Linked DNA regions of Sus scrofa: region 2 is linked to region 1. A link is a contact called in public HiChIP or PLAC-seq data. All regions are on one chromosome and are shown on one strand. Each heading gives the region's core, a stretch centred on a gene start, on an enhancer-like site or on the middle of the called end of the contact. The rest is flanking DNA. Distances are from core to core; before and after follow the strand shown.

What was found. HiChIP or PLAC-seq counts read pairs in DNA pulled down with a chosen protein or histone mark.
Region 2: a contact with region 1 is called in an H3K27ac HiChIP or PLAC-seq map of skeletal muscle. The contact joins two enhancer-like sites. A contact is called at or near these places in 14 of 47 Hi-C or Micro-C datasets (brain, embryonic fibroblasts, fetal skeletal muscle and 8 more) and 2 of 2 datasets of contacts at active chromatin or transcription factors (alveolar macrophages and skeletal muscle).

The regions. Positions count from the first base shown.
Region 1 is chr2:143,121,273-143,126,478 of Sscrofa11.1, reverse strand. All of the region lies in intron 2 of LOC100736974 (protocadherin gamma-B7), which reads right to left. Among named protein-coding and RNA genes, the nearest start is that of DIAPH1, 150 kb to the left of the region's middle. Within about 2 kb of position 2,353, at least 70 of the 83 cell types and tissues checked have an H3K27ac peak or open chromatin away from gene starts, as enhancers often do. A contact at or near this core is called in fetal skeletal muscle, liver, retroperitoneal adipose tissue and 2 more, where this site is marked.
Region 2 is chr2:143,162,106-143,167,343 of Sscrofa11.1, reverse strand. DIAPH1 (diaphanous related formin 1) reads left to right here. Exons shown (of 27, transcript NM_001258435.1): 26 at 918-1,004. Among named protein-coding and RNA genes, the nearest start is that of DIAPH1, 110 kb to the left of the region's middle. Within about 2 kb of position 2,648, at least 32 of the 83 cell types and tissues checked have an H3K27ac peak or open chromatin away from gene starts, as enhancers often do. A contact at or near this core is called in fetal skeletal muscle, liver, retroperitoneal adipose tissue and 2 more, where this site is marked.

The sequences.
Region 1 (5,206 bases), core at 1,104-3,603:
CAATACGGTGACTGCGAACCCCACAGAGACCAAAATTAGAGCAACAAGTAGGTAAAAGGTGAGATTTTTATTCTGCTCCCTGGGTGCTGAGCCGGAGGGGAACTCAGCCCGGGCTTCGGGAGATTCCTCGGTTACCGACACAGTCAGGGTCGCGGTGGTGGACAGCGATGGCTCCCCGTTGTCCTTGATCAAGACTGTGAGGGTCTGCCTGGGCGAATCTGTATCCTGGACTGGGCGGGCGGTGCTCACTTGACCTGTGTGAAGTCCTACAGCAAAAAGGCTCTGGTTGGGGGCACCCAAGAGGCTGTAGGAGAGCCAGGCGTTGTGTCCTGCATCCGGGTCCCAGCCTACCACCCGCGTGACCACATGACCGGCAGCCGTACCTCGAGGCAGCATCTCCACTGAGCTCTGGCCAGGCCGGGGGTATAGGACCTGGGGGGCGTTGTCGTTGCGATCAGTGACAAATATGTTCACGCTGATGTTGGTGGCCAGGACTGGAGTGCCCCCATCGCTGATATGAGCTGTTAATTCGAACTCCCGCCGATCCTCATAGTCCAGGGGCACTAAGGATGACACTACGCCACTGTCACGATTTATCGTGAAATAGCGACCCACTAGCCCACTTTCAGCTCCTTGCTCCAAGAGAGAGAAGGAAAGGCGAGCATTCTGCGGGGCGTCGGGGTCCCAGACGCTTAGGTTCAGAATCGGAGCACCAGGGAGGTTATTCTCCTCCACGTAAACATCATAGGAAGATTGTGGGCACTGGGGAGGGTTGTCGTTGATGTCCGACACTTGCACGCGCACGGTCGTGAGGGCTGAGAGGGAAGGGGCTCCCGCGTCTCGAGCCGTAATGCTGAGATTGTATTCTGGCACAGTCTCCCGATCCAGGGCTGCGCTGGTTTTCAAAGTAAAGTAATTCTTGAGGGAAGATGTGAGGCTAAAAGGGAGACCTGGTGGAACCTCACAAGTCACCAGCCCGTTCTCGCCAGCATCCAGATCGGTCACGCTGAGCAAAGCAATGACAGTTCCTAGAGGGGCATCCTCAGGGACCGGGCTGTACACAGAGGTGACTGTGATCTCCGGGGCATTGTCATTTACATCCACCACCTCTACCAAAACTTTACAGTGTGCTCCCTCGGGATTGGCGCCCTTGTCTTTGGCCTGTATGTAAATCTCATGGAGTTTCACGTCTTCGAAGTCCAGTCGACCCTTGATTGTCAGCATCCCGGTTACAAGGTCTAAGGAGAATAGTTCCCGCACGCCAGCGCGGTTGTGGCTGCCGAAGGAGTAAATGATTTCGCCGTTGGGGCCTTCATCCAGATCCGTGGCACGGACCTGCACCACGCGAGTGCCAGGAGGTGCATCCTCGGGGACGCGCGCCCTGTACAAGGACTGATTGAAGGTGGGGGCATTGTCATTCGCATCCAGCACGATGATTCGAATAGGAAGGCTGGCGGAGCGAGCCGGAGTTCCTCCGTCCAACGCTGTCAGCACCAGCTGGACATCTGGTTCTCGCTCCCGGTCCAGGGCGCGCTCCAGCACCAGCTCCGCGTACTTGGTGCTGTCTTCCCGCGTCTGCACGCGAAGCGCAAAGTACTCATTGCGGCTCAGCTCGTAGGTTTGTAAAGAGTTGCTTCCCACGTCCGGATCGTGCGCGCTCTCGAGCGGAAAGCGCGTGCCCGGCGCCACAGCCTCGCTAATCTCCAATTTCATTTCCCGGGTAGGAAAAGAGGGGTTGTTGTCGTTGATATCCTGGATCACCACTTCCGCGCTGAACAGCTCTAGCGGGCTCTCCACTACCAACTCCAGAGTTACGGTGCAGGAAGGCAGCGTCCCGCAGAGCTCCTCTCGATCCAGGCGGTCGTTCACGAACATCTGTCCGGTCTCCCGGTTCACCTCAAAGAATCTCCGACTAGCTCCGGACACCACCCGGAGCCTGCGGGCTGACAGGCTGCCCAGATCCAAGCCAAGGTCCGCCACCACGTTGCCCACCGCGAAACCCTTCTCTCTCTCCTCCAGGATCTCATAGCGAATGAGGGCGGCGGAAGCCTTGTGCAAAGCGCCAAGGAGAAGCAAAACTCCCACCACTCTCCCGGTGCTCACCAGTCCGCCCCTGCAGGCCTCCGGGACCATCTCACTCGAGGGCAGTTCCTCTCAGCGGGGTCCAGGTCGTCCCCGCTTTTCCGCCGAGAAACTTTCAATGGGTTAGCGCTCCGGCGCTGGGCTCCGAGTCGGACATGGCTCTCCCGCTGCCGCTGATTTGCTCGCCGGCTGTTCAGTCTCTGCCTCATCCCGCGGCGCCGAGAGGGGACGGGCCGGGGCCAGGGCTCCGGCGTCTTCATTGGCCGACAGCGGCACGCAGAGTCCCAGCCAATAACTGCACGAGGAATGCGCTAGCGCCCGGCTCTCCTGAGCGGGACAGGCGCTAGCGCCAGGAACTTCTTGCCTTGGGCTCCCTTCCAGACGTTACAGCCAGAGCTCCTTGGCCGCATCTGCACATCGGAAGCCCACCTTGGCTGGAAAGCTAACTGCAAGGTCATGAAGCTGGCCCTGGTGCGAGTCTTGAGGCTGAACGCAGGCCTATTAAACACTTCCGCCCCTAGCCTGAATCCCATGAAAGAGGGTTCAAACCAAACTGAAAACAACACAGTACTATCTGCATTGTTGGAGGACTGAGCACAACTTACCTCCTTAAGGAGGCGCGTGTAGGGAGGCATTCAGCCTTTCTGTCGGAGGTGTTAATATTTGCAGTTTTATCTCTTACCAAATGAGACTGTAGAATTCCAGGTCACTTCCTCAGCAGAGACAGTCTACAACAACTGCCATCTGTTTGGTTTAACTCTATGAAATTTAAAAATACAGTTCAGGTTTCTTTTTCAGTTGGACGTTGTCGCTTAGCTCTTATTTCTGAAGAACCAGGGAACAATGCGAGATTTTCCTGTCCTGTCTTCCCCAAGAAGCCTAACTTCAATCAGAGAGCGCAGTCTCTAACATCTCCCTTTATTTGATCTGTTTCTCAAGATGTTGTGCCATACGCCACAAAGAGAAGTTGCATTTCTTTTTATTTTTTTTTTACTTTATTTTTTAGGGCCGCACCCGTGGCATATGGAAGTTCCCAGGCTAGGGGTCGAATCTGAGCTACATCACAGTTCACAGCAACCCTGGATCCTTAACCCACTGAGCAAGGCCAGGGATCAAACCCGTATCCTCATGGATATCAGTTTGATTCATTACCACGGAGCCACAACGGAAACTCCCAGAAATCTCATTTCTAATAAGGATAATACCCCCTCATCAACGAGCCCCTCCCCTCCAAAAAAAAAAAAAAGACCAGCTTTATTTACTACCTGGGACCTTTCTGAAATGATTAAGATATCAGAAATATGAAGCCATGATAAAGAGCCTCAAGTTTTCTCATTTAGGATTGTAGTAATGACTAGGATAATGAGGAAGAGTCAGATGTGAAAAAAGGTAGAACTGAGCTGTACATCCTCCAACAAGAAACTACCCTCTAAGAGTTCCTGGAGTCCTATCTTTTTAAATGAGTAAGGCTGATAAAATCCTGGCACAGGGTAAGCTTTAATAATGACGCATATCACCCCATTAGATACTAGAAGAATCCCCTACTATTTCCGTACACTTATCTTGGACATCGTTTTGATTGCATATAGTCCTTTCTGAAGTTTAACTGAACCCTGATGTATGGAGGTAGGCAGATGGGTTAGACAGGCATATAGGAAGCTAAATATAAGATACTTATTGAAGAGATGAAAAGCCGTATTTGACATATCTTTCTAGCATCCCTTTCTACTCATCTCTTAAAACCTCCACTTTTAAATACTCAAATACAACAATTGTCCAGACCACCAAGAAGGCTGATAGATATTAGAAGATTAGAATATAGAATTTAGAACATATATGGCTGAACCACTTGCTACTCAAAGAGCCAAGGACCAATGGCATGGGCTTTGCAGAAATGCCCCCACTCCAGACCTACTGAATCAGAACTTGCATTAACAAAATGCCAGGGTGATTTGAATGTACATTAATGTTTGAGAAGCACTGATCTAGGGGGTTTTTCAGATACACCCATTTATTAATCATTTTTTCCCTCATTCACCATCACTTAATTGACATTCTGGTGTTCCAAAACCAGCTTTAAAAGCTGAAGTAGTTTTCCCTCTAATAATAAGACCCCTAGTTTTCCTAAGATCTCTTCTTAAGCCAGCAGAACCCTCCTTGGAGCTATTTTTCATAGTAGCCAAAGTGGTCTTCTTAAAATTTTAAGTTGATCTTTCTCCCTATGACTGTCCGGCCCCACAACTGCCCAGAAGCATCTCAGTATTTTTTTAAGTTTTTTTTTTTTTGTCCTTGTAGAGCCCCATCTGCTGCATATAGAGGTTCCCAGGCTAGGGGTCAAATCAGAGCTGTAGCCACTGGCCTACACCACAGCCACATCCGTGCCAGATTCAAGCCGTGTCTGCAATCACACCACAGCTCATAGCAACGCTGGATCATTAACCCACTGAGAGAGGACAGGGATAGAACCTACATCCTCATGGATGCTAGTTAGATGCGTTTCTGCTGAGCCACGATGCAACTCCAGCATCCCACCATTCCTGAAATAAAATACCAAATCCTTTGCATAGTATCTAAGTTCTCATGCCTTCCCCCTCTACTCTATTAAACTGCTTTCAGGGTCATCAACCAAGCTCTTCAGCAGGCTGTTCCTCTCCTAGGAAAGCTTCTTTCACTTCCTTCCCTTTGCTTTGATAATTTCTACAAATCTTTCAAGGCTCAGTTGAAGTGTTATTTCCTAATAGGGGTCTTCTCTTAGGCACTAGTTAAAGCCAGGATCCGTTGTTATGCTCCCTCAGAGAAACTTCCATTTTCCTTTGTTGAACCTAGCACAATTTAAAATTTTATAATTCTATTTTGTTTAAGCATAATGCCTGCCTCTCTCATTAAAAAAAAAAAAAAAAAAAAAGCTGCAGGAAAGCAGAGACCATGCCTGTTTTGATTATTATTATATCCTCAGTGATAGCACAGTTGGCACTTAATGCTTAATTTTTCCCAGCTTTAGAGAGGTATAACTGATAAATAAAATCACATAAATTTAAGGTGTATAACGTGACTTAATACATGCATATACTGAGTTGATTAACACACTGTAGCCAACATATTCATCATCTCAGCTAGTTCTCTC
Region 2 (5,238 bases), core at 1,399-3,898, 41 kb before region 1:
CTTTTCTGGGAAGCAGTTACCCCGCCCTTACTCCCGTTGTGAATGAGCCAGAGAGCCCCCGCCGGTTAGCCTTCCTTTCCTCCGTCTCTCCAGACTTGTAGGGTTTGTTCTGTTATTGTCTCAGATGTAACAGGGAAAGGTGGAGTCCAGCTGACATGTGGGACAAAGCCTGCACATAGTCACGGGGCGGGCAGTACCGGGGACCCGGCCCTGGTCCTTGTCCCCAGGCCAAACCCATGAGATTGGAATGTAGGTCAGCTGCACTGGTGACGTTCAGCCAGCAGGGGGCGCTGGGAGCAGTGAGCCCCGCTCCAGGCTGGCAGCCTAGCCTGCTCCTGGGGATTTCACAGTTTCGGATTTCACCACCCTGAGCTGTTGCCATGGAAACGGAGCCAGGCTGGAATAAGGATTCAGCATTAACTCTTTGTATTCCAGCCAGACACTCTTCTTAGATGAGCGCTGACTTGGGGAAAATGCAGCTGCTGGGGGCAGTGCTTAAGACTGGAACCAGGCTTTCCAGGAGAGGTTTATGTAAATTAGAGTGAAACATTTCAGGAGAAAGACTGACCTGGTTCCTTATCAGTTTCCTTAAGCCGGTCTCTGTTGCTGTCCATCTGAGAGTTGGGCAGTTCTGCCATTCTCCTGGCTGGTCCTGATGCGGATGGGGGGCGGGGGTACTGCAGCAAGACAAGCCAAGGTTGGCAGTGGTTGGGAGCCGGTAAAACTGTCTTAACCGTTTTCAAACAGACACAAGTAAACCTGGGCTGTGGGGCTTGAAGTCAAGCCCTCTGACTGCCCTGAGCCCCCAGACACTGAGGGCGGGGGAGCCACGCAGTGGCCTCCCTGCAGTTTGGGGGGGCTCAACACACGAAGGCTCCTGGGCAAAGAGCTTACCTCCCTGTCCTTGTTCGTGACAGAGGGTGATGAGACGGGTGTGATGGACAGTCTTCTGGAAGCCCTGCAGTCAGGCGCGGCGTTCCGGCGGAAGAGAGGACCTCGCCAGGGTGAGTGAGCGCGGGGAGCCCAGCCTGGCCTCTGTGCTCCCGGTCTGCGTGTCGGGGCCGAAGAGCAGGTGATGATGTTCCGAGGGCCTAGAAGCTTCTCTACAGGGGTCTCTGTTTCTAGAGTGGATTTTCTCGTCCCGTTCCAGCGAGGTTAGGAAGTACTGACCGGGAGAACTAGGGCCTGAGGACTGACTATAGATAGTACATTGGATTATTCTTGTTCTTCTTCCTGCCATTCTAGAAACAGAAACACAGTTAATAAGCCAACCGTGATGCGGGCCGCAGAGGTTTGCGTCGGCCCTGGCAGATAGGAGCAAAAGCTGACGCAGATTCCAGTCGGTACCTTGGGAGATGTAGGAACTGCGGAGAAAATGAGTCAGGAGTCCTTACTGACTCTCACCTTCCCAAGCGAAAGTGATGGAGAGAGAACACGGCAGCGTAGAAAGCGGCCAAGCAAAGGCCTGGCCGAGGAGGCAGGGGAGCAGCTCCACGGCGGACCAGGCCACGTCTGAGAGCCGCCTGCTCCGGGGCGCTCTGCCGCTACTGCTCTCGCCCCCGCTTACTCTCCCGCACCGGAGAGGATGGAAGTGGATTGTGTTGAGCTAGAGCCTCTACAAGGAAGGACGGGGCTAGGAGGGCAGATGATCCAGGCCTTCTTATGGGGAAGGGTCAGGGGATAAGCTGCCTTTGAGCAAAGTACACTGTGGCCGCAAGGCTAGAGTTCCTGTTGTGGCTCAGTGGAAACGAACCCGACGAGTATCCATGAGGACGTGGGTTCAATCCCTGGCCTGGCTCAGTGGGTTAAGGATCTGGCGTAGCTGTGTGCTGTGGTGTAGGGCACACACGCAGCTTGGATCTGGCATGGCTGTGGCTATGGTGTAGGCCGGTGGCTACAGCTCCGATTCGACCCCTAGCCTGCGAACCTCCATATGCCAGCGGTGCAGCCCTAAAAGGAAACAAGAGAGAAGGTATGGCCGAAGCCACCCCAGCACTGTGTCTGGAGAAGGCCCTTTGGGGCTGGGCCTGCTGCCATGTTCCCCACCGCCCTGGGTGATAGGAGCTTCCCTTCAAGCCTGTGGTACCGGGGAGTCATGCAGTTAGCCTTGGCCTGTGCTTAGCTGTTCACAGAGCCATAGCTGTGGGGCCGCTGGTACCTGTCACGGCCTAGAAAGGTACCTTCGGCGCAAGGTCCAGGGTGTAGAGCACACACGCTCAGCGTCCTGGGCCACAGGTGGAAGAGCACTCGGAGCGCCACAGTCAACAGCGGCCTGACTGTTGCTCCCAGCTTCCCTCCGAGGGAAGCTCCCTTCTGAGGACCCGCAGCCCATGAACGCTCCCTGGGCCAGGCTCCAGCCCTAGCCACGGCAGCGGCAGCCACGCCAGCTCCCTAACCTGCCGCGCCACCAGGGAACTCTGGAAGTATCTTCTGTATGACTTCTGAACCTTCCCTAAACAGAAGAATCTCTGATGAGGCCTCTTGGCTATTTGCTGGCATCCTTGAATCCAGACTCTCTGAACAGGAAGAGACAGGGGCAGGAGGGACTTCAGATCCCCAGGCGGCACATTGAGGCCCGGGACCTGGGACGTAGAGTGGGAAGCTGTCGTGTGCGTTTCCTCCGCACCATCTAAGGTCATGCGGCCTGATAGGAAGCATTTCCAGACAAACAAAAGCACATCCCGCCCCCGTCCTCTGGCCTCGCGGCTGAGCGGCCCCGCGTGGGCCTCCGGTGGGGAATCCCGCCAGCTTCTTCCGGCGGAGCCGAGCCGGGATCCCAGCTGCTTCCTGGCCGCCGGCCGCCAGCCCTCTGTGGCTTCTCCCTGCTGGGTGGCCCCACTCGCCTCTTGCTCCCCAGGGGAGACCAGGAGTTACAGGCCGAGGGAGCAGGGATGTGGGTCGAATTCAGCCTTTCAGCCGAGAGGCCGCGCCCGTCAGCATCCTGGCTCCCAGCGCAGGGAGCCCCGGAGACTAGATGAGGCGCTGCCGAAGCAAAGGGAAGCCGAGAAGGAAGCTGCCGCCTGCATCGTGTACCTGCTCGTGCTGGGCGCTGGGGTCACTCAGCATCTGGGAGAAACCGAGGGAAGGTGTTTCTAGGTGCCCTGGCAGTGCCTCCCAGACCCCCTGGGCATCCGGGCCGAGAGCAGAGAGCCCGGGGCTGGCGGGGGGCGGAAGGCCCAAGGCCCGAGGCCAGACCCCACGGGCACTGCCCAGGCTAGCCAGCCCGGGTCTCTGGGGCAGCCCCTTCACATCGACAGAGAGCATTGGGCTGGCAGGGCCTGCAGGGCCCTTCACGGCTTTAGCTTTTGGGGGGTGGGGGTTCACGGTTAGTAGGATCAAGAGGAGAAGCGAAGAGGGAGGCTGAACGCAGAAGGCCTCCCTGTGGGACTCTCCGTCCCTGGCGGCGGTGGGTTTCCTTCGGCGGCCGCCGCACTCAGCTGCTCCACCCTCGGCCTGATTCTCTGACTTGCTGCGGGCAGGCGGGCTCTTCTGAGCCAAAAAGCCGTCCCCGAGGGCACCTGTCCCCACGTGCAGAGAGCCTGGCCTCTCCCCTCAGAGGGCAAGGAACGGTAAAAGCAAATCTGCTGGTCCCTGGAGCCCCGAGGAAGTGCCCAGGGGGTGCCCAGGGCACAAAGCCCCGTTGTAGGAGCTGAGAGCAGAGTGACTCTCAGGGCGGGTTCATTAAAAGTGACGTGTGAACGGCTGTGGCCTGCGGGGCGGGGAGAACAAGGCCCTGAGTGTCCAGGGGAAGAAGCCCTGCGATTGTCTGACAGCTGCTATTTCGGGCTGATGATCGAGTCAGCCCGTGGGTTTAATGACTCCATTTTATCTCCATGTCTGAATCATGGCTTCTTAGATACAGGCCATCTGCTCCCGGGGATAAAAGTCAAGGAAAGAAAGAAACTTCTCTCTCTTCCTTTCTTTGCCTCTGCTGCTACTTCCCAGCTTCCTGCTCAGCTCCCCCGACACGAGGAGAAGCTTAGGGTTTGGTCCAGCTCTGGAGACCTCCAGTGATTAGCAGCTGACTCCGTGGTAGCGACCAGGACTCAGGCCCCAGATCTGCAGAGCTGGCTAACGATGCCGCCAGAACTGTAGCCACCTTTCTGAGTCCAGGTCCTGGGCCACTTCCTCTCCGCCTGCATGATGAACAGATGACATCGGCCCCTCGGTCTAGGCCCTAAAAATACTTTTTCATAGCTTCTGGCAACGAGAGCCCCAGACACGGTGAGATTGGTCCACAGAGTTTCCCAGTGACCACCGGTCTGGAGAGGAGGGTTCCTGGGCCAGTGCCATTTCCCCTCGACCTCTGTCCAAGTCGGATAGGAGTTAGACTGAGGAGAGCTGCAGGCAATCACGAGTTTTTCAGGATTGTAACGGCGCCCGGTCTGCCCTAGTTCCCTCTTCCCTAAGGAAGCTTATTAACAAGAGCGCTTCCGGTTTAGTAGCAGTAGTTCCGAGCCTGTGTTTTATGAATAGCTTCGTCCGAATCGTTTGCCTTTTTCTGATGCAGCTAGCGTGAATGCCTGCTTTTTGTCTTACCTCACCCCTCCCGTCTAGGAACCTGGCCTCGGAGAGCTTGGAGCAGTGGCTCAGGATCAAGCTCTTCCCCACCGGCTGCGGGCCTCCTAGGAGTGAATAACCCGCCCAGGGCCCGTACGGTCCCAAGGTGTATCTGCTGCTGTGGCTACTTTCCAGTCGTCTTAGAAAGTACCCAAGTGAGGAAGAAGCTCTGAGAGGTCATTTTCTGGCTAGTCGAGCTGTTGAGGGCAACTGTGACCCTGAAGCCAGAGTGGCAGCCACAGTTGTTCAGTTCTGTTCGCAGTTCCAACAAAAGCCTCTCTCCCCGATGCCGACCTTAGGCCACGTCGGGTCCATCCGCAGTGCGCCTGCTTTCTAGGCTTAACGAGGAAACCTGGGGAGTTCCCTTCGTGGCTCAGCCGTTAATGAACCTGACTAGTGTCCATGAGGATGCGGGTTCGATCCCTGGCCTCACTCAGTGGGTTAAGGATCCGGCATCGCCATGAGCTGTGCTGTAGGTCGCAGGCGCGGCTTGGATCTGGCGAGGCTATGGCTGTGGTGGTGGCTACAGCTCCAATTTGACGCCTAGCCTGAGAACCTCCGTGTGCCACAAGTGTGGGCCCTAAAAAGACAAAAGAGAGGTTTTGGTCTTTCCCAACTTCCCCTCATCCACTCTCCGTTCTTAGGAAGTCTGTAATGCATCAGAAGCGTTTTCGATCT